Linked DNA regions of Mus musculus: region 1 is linked to region 2. A link is a contact called in public HiChIP or PLAC-seq data. All regions are on one chromosome and are shown on one strand. Each heading gives the region's core, a stretch centred on a gene start, on an enhancer-like site or on the middle of the called end of the contact. The rest is flanking DNA. Distances are from core to core; before and after follow the strand shown. Region 1 holds the start of Ntng1 (netrin G1). Region 2 overlaps Vav3 (vav 3 oncogene).

Region 1 (4,944 bases), core at 1,771-4,270, 570 kb after region 2:
CACACACACACACGTGTGCACTTTTCACTACTAACATATCCTTGCTTTCCCAGGTCATATGAGATTTCATTTCCTTCCCAGTGACTTGAGGTTTTTGTTACTCAGAAACTCTCTTCAAACCCTGACCTACTAGCTAAATGCACACCGGTTTAATTGTTTAAACACACTGTCTGATGGTCTGCAGAATCATAAGGGGAACTAAGAGAGAGGTTTCTCTCCCAATAGTAAATATATGAAAGAAACTTCAACATGCATCAGCTGTCTCCTAAAGCTAAAAAAAAAAAAAAAAAAAAAAAACAAAAAAACAAAAAAACAAAAAAAGCAAGGCACACACATAAAGCAAAACAAAGCAGAACACCAGCCTAAATCATTTGAACCCATGCCCAGTGAAAGCAGACAAAACAAAACTCTAATGGGAACACAGTTTTATGTCCAAATAAAATAGTTCCTTTTAAAATAAGTATGATGATTCTCCTTAAATACAAACTACAGGAAATACCTACAAATTAAAAGGCAAATTACATGAAAGACTTAATGCTCATGTTGGTATTTCGTGATGAAAGACATCTCATGTCATGGGGGGTATCTAGAAGAAAAAACATCCCCCTTGTAAGTGGGACAGAATGGTATGAGAGTTGCCTGATGGATTTCTTCTTTGTACCCTGAATCCCTTGCAAGGATCCAGGTTTTAGTGAAAGCCTAAAAGTTTCTTGTGTTTCAAAACAGTCTTAGACAATTCCTGAGCCGATTTCCCTCTGCCAAAGAGAAAAGCTGGTGGGTAGGGCATTCAAAGAGACAAAGTACCAAACGCTTGCAGACCTTCTTGCTGGTTAGAGGTACTTTACTCTTCATGAACCACACAATTCAGAAAATCCTTGCCCTAGTCGAACATCGACACAAACTTTCTAGCAAGCCTAATTACTATGCATATTTGAACAAATGATTTTGAGGGAAACATCTTCCTTTCCTTTATTTTTTTTTCCTGTCAAGATAGGAAAACTTTTAGTATTTTCAGTCATAAAACAAGGCCTGAATTCCAGAGCAAAGCGGTTGCCAGATTCACCATATGTTTGGTGGAATTCTGAGTCTCGCTCAGAATTTTCCACTGTGAAGAGTGGTAGGCTGCTTGGGTACTCCTTAGGCAAGGAAATGGCACAAAAGAGACAGCCAGAGGACCTAGTATCTAAAAATCCACACCTGGCACAAGCATAGCAACTCTACCTGACACTTTTTCAAATAAAGTTGCTTTAAAATACACCTTACACACCACCCCACTAAGGATTTTCCTCCCATGCCCTTGTAAAATGACAGCTACTCTTAGGGGATTTCAGAAGGTGGGAGGGGGGTGGAGGAAGTCCCTGGATGAGGTTACCAAAACAAACAGCAGAGGGCGCAGTTTCTTTTTTTAATCTAAGTTTCTCTCCTATGAATCACTTAATTGGTTATTTTGAGCCCAATAATATTCGGTATTATTTGTATTATATATAGATATCCACAGATCCATAGCAGAGAGAAACTCCATGTCCCTAGTCGAATCCATCAACTGATAATGCGAAATCAGTATGGGAGGAAAAGCTCCCACTAGCTTCCCAATGCTGAGTCTTTCCCTCCTTCCACGTTCTTCTCTCCCCAGCTTCCCGATGTGTGGTAGTAACGCTTTAATCTCGCACCAATAAAGGAGATTAAAAGAGGGACTTCAAAGCTCTCCACAGGGCGAGCAACAAGGCAAGTTTTTATTTATTTTTTCCCCAGATGAGAAAACTGGTAAAAGAAAATTTAAATTAAAAAAAAAAAGAAAGAAAAAAAGAAAAAGACAAAGCTTGTGCGATGCGTGTGGTCAGGTGTGTGTGGGAGACAGAGCGCTGCGCGTTGCGGGTGGGTGGATGGAGGCTCAGGATGCAACAGCCTGCGACCCGGTGCTGGGCGCAAGCCTGGGATGTAGTGTGGGTGTGAGCGGTGCGAGTTCTGGAGTGCGCACAGGCTCCGCTCTACCTCCTTAAGGCGCTTTCCAAAGTTCCTCGCCCACCCGGATCTCCCCTCCCGCCCTCGGTGGGCACCGGGGGTTGGCAGAGGGAGGGATAGAAGGAGGGAGGGAACTGATGGAGAAGAGCCACCCAGAAAGGCGCGGGTCGCTAGAGGAGAGGGGAGCCAGCTGCACTTACCCGGGCCCCCCGCTGGCCCTCCACGGGGCGGGAGGCCAGCCGTCGGCGCGGGGCGGCGCCCCTGCCCAGCTTGGTCCCGCGTGGGGCGGAGACCGCGGCTCCGGGGACCCACTGGCGGCGCACGGGGCGCGGGTGGAATGGGAACGCGGCGGGTGTGGACCTGAGCCGCTGCCACCGTAGCCCCGGGGTATCCCGCCCTGCAAGCACCCTGTTGGCGGCGGGAAGGAGGAGTCCACAACCCCAGACCCCATAGCACCCGGCGCCCGGAGTCCCCCGCCCGGGTTACCTTGGTCTCTTGCCCCTGGGGCAGCCTTGTCGCGCGTCGCCCCCTCTCGGAGCCGGGACCCTGACAGGGGGAATTCCTTCCCGTTGACGTCCTCTTCCAAAATGCAAAAGATCAGTGACTTTGACAGGTAGATGAGGGGGAGGGAGAGGGGTGGGCGGAGAGGAAGGGAGGATGAGAAAGGTGCCTCTCCCTCCAAAAATACAGTGGGATTAGGAACCAAATCGCCGCCTTCCGAGGTCTCGGCAACCTTCTCCGCTCGCAGCTTCCCCGCGCCGCCGCCGCCGCCGCCACCACTTCTCGCCTTAAACTTTTACTGTGGGTTTTTTTTCTCTCTCTCTCTCTCTCTCTTCTCTGTTTCTATTCCTTTCTTTTCTTTTAAGCTGCAGAACGATTTTCCCCCCCTGGATCCCAGGGGATCAGAACCAGCAGCCAGGCGGCTCTATCCCGCTTGGCACCGCTTTCATTTTATTTCAGATGAAGACGTTAGGTCTTTTTTTTTTTCTTTTTTGTCAGAAGCGACATAAATCAGGACAATTAGCCTTGGCGCCAAGAAGATCCTCTCGAAGCAATTTCGCCCCGGTTTTCTTCGCGCATTCCTCCACTCAAGTCAGAAATGTCACTGAACATAGCGTTGATGGCTGCGAGACGCGACGCACCCAAAGTCCGTTTGATGAAATATACATGGCCCCAAGATGCTTCGGGATTGCGGTTCGCCGCTACCCAGCCCCCGCCCGCGGCGCCCGGCCGGGACCCTGCTCCCAGCCCGCAGCCAGCTCTCGGCAAACTTAGGGGCGCGGACGAATTAGAGAGTGAGCGCCAGGGGCCCGCAAAGCGACGAGCGACGAAACAGCCCCAGGAAGCCGCAGCCCTCGGAGGGGTGGCGTGTTCTTCTCACTTAAAAAGCAGATCTTCTGCAACTGCCAGCGAGTGGAAGGATTGCAAAAAAACCTTACACTACCTCGAGACCTGGGCGCTCCGAGCGGTCCTAACTCCGTCCCGCTCGCTGCTTCTACTGCTGCTGCTCTGGCCACCACCGCTGCCACTGAGCAGGGACCTCCAGCTACTAGGACAAGACCACACACAGCCTTATCTTTGTTGATACTCAGAAGCACGGTTGCTACTGGCTCCCCCTTTACCCTCTACTTCTGCCCCCTCCCCTCTGCTCTTGCATTACCTCCCCGCACACAACGGAGCGCACCCTCTTCACCCTAACTGGGAGCAAGGTGGGTGGTATTTTTTAACTTGGAATTAGTTTGCAGAGCCAGAGCTTCGGACCTCCGTGGTGTGAAACCTATCCCACTTTAAAAAGTTGAAGTCCAAGTAGGAGCTCTGCATCAACTGCATCCTTGTTTTTCCCCATGACAGACAAAAGCCACCTGGCCCCAGGGCTTCCTTCTCCCATTAATACGTCTCAGACTCTCCTAAGATTCCCCCTAGCTACTTTCTAATGTGAACTGCAAACCAATCCGACTTACATAGGAAGGGAGAGATGTTAATTAGAAAAAGGACATTGTAATGAGGAAAAGACATAGGCATCTTAATGGCACTCCCCAACCTGGGATCTTCCTATACAGCAAAGAGAAGAAGCCATGTAAGGAGCTGTCTTGACTAACACCTGATTGTGATTGGATTTGACAGCAACCTGTCTCTGTGGTTCAAGGATTTGAGGGAGGAACTGACAAGATGCTTCTCAGGCTGGTGGGGGTAAGATGACAAGGGGCTCGTGTGTGTGTGTGTGTGTGTGTGTGTGTGTGTGTGTGTGTGTGTGTGTGTGTGTGTGTTAGGGACACTGGAGTAGAGGTGTTCACTCAGTGTAAAACAAAGGGTCAGAAATGGGTACCTGTGAGCATCGGGTCACTAGCTAAATACCCCAAAGTGAAGGCAAGCAACTAAAAGAGGCAGGGACATTTTCCAGCAATGGCTGGGATTGAGTGATGTTGGCAGAGAGGGTGTGCGGCCAGAAGGCTACTAAATTGAGGCCTGGAAAGGAAGAGGGATTCCAACCACCAGGACCTGTCCAACACCTTGGCCTTCCTTCAACACCTGAGAAGACAGGGAATGCTCCCAGTGTTCTTCCCAGGGCTGGAGCCTGAGTTTTCCCCTCTCCGTTCCTTTCTCTTTGTTCTTTGACCCTGAAATTTTAAGAATGGAATCTCACCCTTAGGGGATGAAGCTGCTGGCAAACCCGCAGCCATTGCTGGCTCTGCCTCTAGCTTGTCTCCTCCAAGATCAAAGCATATTGATACTGTGGAAATACTGTCCATTCTCCAACCCACCCACCCACTCACCCTCCCTCTCTGGTCCCAGAGCACTGACAGGCTCTGCCAGAAGGACCTGATATAGCATCCACAGTGGCCATCTCACCTCTTACTTGCCTTGGCCTGGACCCTGGACCACTGACAGCTATGAGCTTTTCTTCTCCTCACTGCCCTTTGCAATCAGGCCAGGAGAGCCCTTTGTGAGTTCTGAGTCTCAACATCAGCTGATGCAAGTATT
Region 2 (4,855 bases), core at 1,399-3,898:
TGCTGTTAGCCACTCCTGATACTCTCTTTCATACTCCATTATCTCACATGCCACCTTTGAAGATCAGACTTGTTTCTTTCACTTAAGTTGCAACCCACATCTCATGAGAATTAGTCTTGGCTCCATCTCCGTGCAACATCTTCCCCCAAATCTGGATGTGACATGTGTCATCTATCAATTGCCTTCGAGGAATCTCCAGTATCGGGAACAAAGGCACTTTCCTTATGGCCACACATGCTGTCTGACTTTTTATAAGCCTGATGACACCATCTCCCTCTTTACTCGCTTATTGTTTTTCTCCCATTTTGCTTAGAACCCACTGCTACAGTATTGATTTAGATGGAAATCTCACTGTCTCTGTTTCCTCTGCTTCCTCTTATTCCTTAGATAGATATTCTTAACTGATCTTTCAAAAACTTTTAAAATCCATTGTATCACCCACTTGTCTTCTTTCCACTTCCTACAGAACACTGTCCAAGCTTTCCCCTAACAACCCGTGTAGTTCTGGTCATTTTTCTGTTCCTCTTTTGACCATTCCTTAACGTTCCCAACTGACATTTAATTCATGTCTATTCACAGTTCTTCAACTACTTTGTCATATGCATCTTCTTTGTTTTCTCTTTTAGTCTTTTCTTCCTTGTTCTATTCAGTTCTTGAAAACTCAAGGAAATATTACCTCATTCAGAAGACTTTCTGGTACTCTGCATGCCTGGCCTTTCTTAGTCTATCAGTTGTCTGTGTTTTCCTGGCATCTTGTAATTAACTTTATCATAGTGTTTATCACATTTATGATAATTGCCATCTGGCTGATCTCTCTAATTAGAATCAACCATATGCAGTTGATGTTTTGACCTAAGGGAAGACCTGGTCTTTTAGTATGTGGATGGGTTACCTGCTAGAGTGATAGATGACTGAGGGAGGGTCCTGAGCCCTGAAGAGCACTAGCATCTTAAATCTAGAAGTGGTGGATGTGGGAGTTTATCCAGACTTGGGGTCCTTGCTTGTGGAGATAAAAGCTTGAAAAGATGGTTGACAAATGAAACAAAACAAACAAACAAACAAACAAACAAACAAACAAACAAACAAATGCCCTCATTCTGTGAATCACTGTGTTGTACTTTAAGCATGAAATAAACTAAGTAGACCTTTTACATTCTTTTCTGGGTGCTTACGCAAGGAAAGGCTTATGCCCTAAGCACTGATTACCAGGCAGTACACCTGGGATAGGTTAATGAGAGGCAGAAAAAAAAAAAAGAAACAGATCACAGAACATCTGGTGCCAAAAAAACCAAAACAACGAAGACAACAACAACCCCCTTCTTTTATATCAATCTACTTCCTGATCTAGTCAGTTTTATTGTTGGGATGTTTTGTTTTGTTTGTTTATTCTATCTCTTATTGCTGCCTCTTATTCCCTTTCTCCTTACAGATCCCAAATGGGCCCTTCCTTTTCTCAGTTCCTGTTTTACTTCCTTGCCAATCATTAATATCACCTTGATCATCCAGTGGTCATATGAATTTAATTTAATTAGTGTAGAGGGTAGGGCTCATTTATTTTCCAAGGTTGGGTTGTACTGTGTACCCACCCCCACCCCTACTCTCAGTCTCTAGTAGTTTTAAAGTTTAATTCAGGAAACACACACTGTTTACTGGGAACTCATTGCTCCTCCAAAGCAGGGCCCCCACCAACTATATGGCTGTCCAGTTCCTTCTGTGCCTACCAGCATGACAGAATGGCAGCTTTTTACATACATGCTCTGAAAACAGACATTTTTCATCTCGGCTATGAGTGAAAATCACACACATGGCCTCGGCTTGATTCCATGGAAAGCCGGATTGTAGTGGAAGAGTGGGGCTAACTGCACAGTGAGCATTGGTCTCTCTACCTTTATTTTCTCTTGTAGGCTTTCTGAGCCTTTGATGTAGAAATGAAGGAAAATGTGGGGAATATGTTTCTTATCTTTTGAATCTATCCCCTTGTACCAAGTCCAAGGGTGGGACATTTAAAATCGAGTTATCACTTGGCCTATGATAGAACTATTTCGATACAAACACAGTTCCAACAATACAATATGTAGCTAAATATTAACCACCAGGTTTTAAAAGAGCTTGTTCACTTTGATTGTGGAAATCTGCCTCATTGTTTAGACGTTGTCTTCTCTTGGTTTAGAAACCTTTTCTATTTCATGCTCTATTATCTTTTAAATCTATCGAGTCTTCATTCACCCTGGAAATAATAATTACTTGGCAAAAGCTGCACTGCATTTTTTGAATGAAGCAATCTATTCATATTAATACATGAGCATGACAGATTATTACTTTAAGTATATCTGAAGTAGGAGAAAAAAAAACATGCATTTTTTTTCCCAGTAAGACAAACTATGGAACTTGGAAACACATTTGAAGGTTGAGTAGTTTGCATCTTAATGCCTGGGGATTTGCATGGACACAAATAAAAGCCAGGCAGGAAATTCTGCTCTACCTCTTTTACTGAACTTAACTTGACTCCTGCTTGGTCACCATAGAAGCCTTGATGATCACCACTCACAAAGGCTCTGAAGTCTTTGCCAAACTTCCCAGTGATAGTAATGAATAGGTCTGAGTGCCATTATATGAGACTCTCAGCAAGTTACTGCAAAGCTGATGCAATCCTAGGGTGGGGTTTCCTTCTCGCAGTACACCGTGGGGAAGGGCTAATCCCAGGCTACAAACTTCAGGCTCATTTATAATCTTGCTTGGTAGTAACATAAGACTATATGACTAAGCCTCCTTTGTCCCCTTCCTATCTTGACAGTGATCAGTATAGCTTCCCCCCACCCCCATCTTCCAGATTAAACAAAGAGAGAAAGAGAGTGGCATTGGATGCAAATATTGCTAGAACAGACAACTTTGGTTTAATGTACACAACTTTGGCTTAATGTATCTTTTCCTTCAGTAAGAACGAAAGCCCCAGCTGCTCTAATATTTAGCCAAAGCAGCTCTCCATTTGCTTATCTGTTTAATTGCTCCTTTATCTAGGTCAGCTGCTGCTCCTGCTGCTGCTGTAGCTGGCTCTAGTGAAAATGGAGTTGCCTTAGTATCCTGCTGGCTTTTAAAGCTGTGAGGCTCTTGCCTAGAACCTGTATAAATCCATGTCTGAAATGGGCTCTTTTATAAATAGCATTGCATATTTTAAGATGCAGTGAAACCTGTAGAGTAAAATGTTATTTCAGTCTTCTACCACCAGACCTTTTTATCATGTTAATTGAACAAACTGAGCCTTGATCTCTGATTTCATTACCAAGAGGTGACATTGCTTCTGTGGGAAGGCACTTAAACCTTTTGTATAAATGAGTCATCTTTTTGATTCATCAAGACAATTTTTTATGCAAGAATAGTTATTTTACCTTTTATTTGACAGTTAGGGTCAGCTTAGTGATGCATTAGTAATTGTTTTTTAAAAAAGGAGAATTGGAAACTGGTTTTTATCAGTTTTAAAATGAAATCACCCCCCCACCCCCAAACCAGGTATTATTTATGGAGTGTGGCTTTCTGTTCTTTCCCAAAACACCATTGAAGATCAGAACAGTGAGCATAACTCTTATATACCGTCTTTCAAACTTTGTTCAATGTTGTTGTATGTTTTATAGCAATAGCATGTTAGCCATGATGGCTGGGTACCTTCCATAATAACATCAGTAACTGCTTTAATGTGGCTCCTCTTGGAACAACAGTCAGTCTTACTGGGCATTGGCTTATTTGGTCTTAAATAGAACTTAAGATAAAAGACAACAAATTGTGGAAGAAGGCATGAATTGAGAGCTAATTCTATTGGGGAAAGATAAGTATGACAGGACTGAATTTGGCATTTAAACAAGCACATTATGGAATGTGAATCTAAAACCTCAGTGAAAATTCTTATTTTAGCCAAATATGTCCATTCAGCATGATGGAGTTCAGCAACGGCTCCAAGCACCTTAGTTACACTGCTTCTCAGAAGTACCTTAAGCAAGTTGGGACATGATGAAAGAATTCAAGGCTTAAACCCCTGGAGGGCCCGTAAGTCATCGTCTAGAAAGTTCCTGAAAGGGAAAGAACATTTTATAGTTTGATCAATAGGAGCCTGAGAAGAAGGCTGCAGGGTAAGGACAAGTTGAGGATTAAAACCTTTTGGAAACTTGAAGGATTGAATTATTATCCTAAGAAAGTCCCCTTGTGAGAAAAAAAAGGAGAGAGAGAGAGAGAGAGAGAGAGAGAGAGAGAGAGAGGGAGAGAGAGAGAGAGAGAGAGAGAGAGAGAGAGAGAGAGAGAGAGAGAAAAGACTTTTCATTGTCTTTCAGCCAGCAACCTTTTCCCCTAGGTCAGAGTTCAGCCAAAGACATGATATGATGATAACCAGCCCTTATTATCCAAGATGTCGTTGCTGCCCCATGCATACAGAATTTTTTTAGTATTACAAGCTCCTGCCACAGCAGACTTGGATTGATACTAAGAGAAAGTGAAGGGTGGAACTGGAGGCTTCAAAATGAGATCAACTTTCCCATCCAACGCCTCTTAGGGAAGGTAGTTGTTCCATTTTCCCAGCAAGAATAGACTTTTACTGTGAAATACATCTGAACTAGTATAGTAGGTGGATTTTCCTCTCATGTTCCCACTGTATTACTGTCAGTTAATGAGCTGTTGGATTAATATGTATGGGAATTAAGATTATGTCTATGTCTATAAAGGAGTCAGTCCAGTTTAATGTTATTGTCGCTGCCAAAAATTCAGAAGTATAAACAAAGGACCTTGGACAAGAATAAATTCTAAACAGAATACATTCTAAAACAGAAACTTACTATATGGTATGATACAAGAACTCAGATTCTTTTCTCAG

The links. HiChIP or PLAC-seq counts read pairs in DNA pulled down with a chosen protein or histone mark.
Region 1: an H3K4me3 HiChIP or PLAC-seq map of stem cell-derived neural progenitor cells shows a contact between it and region 2, with 23 read pairs. The contact joins the promoter of Ntng1 here to the enhancer-like site in region 2. A contact is called at or near these places in 2 of 39 promoter capture datasets (the 3T3-L1 cell line and embryonic stem cells), 7 of 115 datasets of contacts at active chromatin or transcription factors (astrocytes, embryonic forebrain, embryonic midbrain and 4 more) and 2 of 9 other capture datasets (adipose tissue and embryonic stem cells).

The regions. Positions count from the first base shown.
Region 1 is chr3:110,140,452-110,145,395 of GRCm38.p6, forward strand. It overlaps Ntng1 (netrin G1), which reads right to left and starts at 3,021. Exons shown (of 8, transcript NM_030699.2): 1 at 2,449-3,021.
Region 2 is chr3:109,566,098-109,570,952 of GRCm38.p6, forward strand. All of the region lies in intron 17 of Vav3 (vav 3 oncogene), which reads left to right. Among named protein-coding and RNA genes, the nearest start is that of Vav3, 230 kb to the left of the region's middle. Within about 2 kb of position 2,649, at least 47 of the 459 cell types and tissues checked have an H3K27ac peak or open chromatin away from gene starts, as enhancers often do. A contact at or near this core is called in embryonic stem cells and stem cell-derived neural progenitor cells, where this site is marked.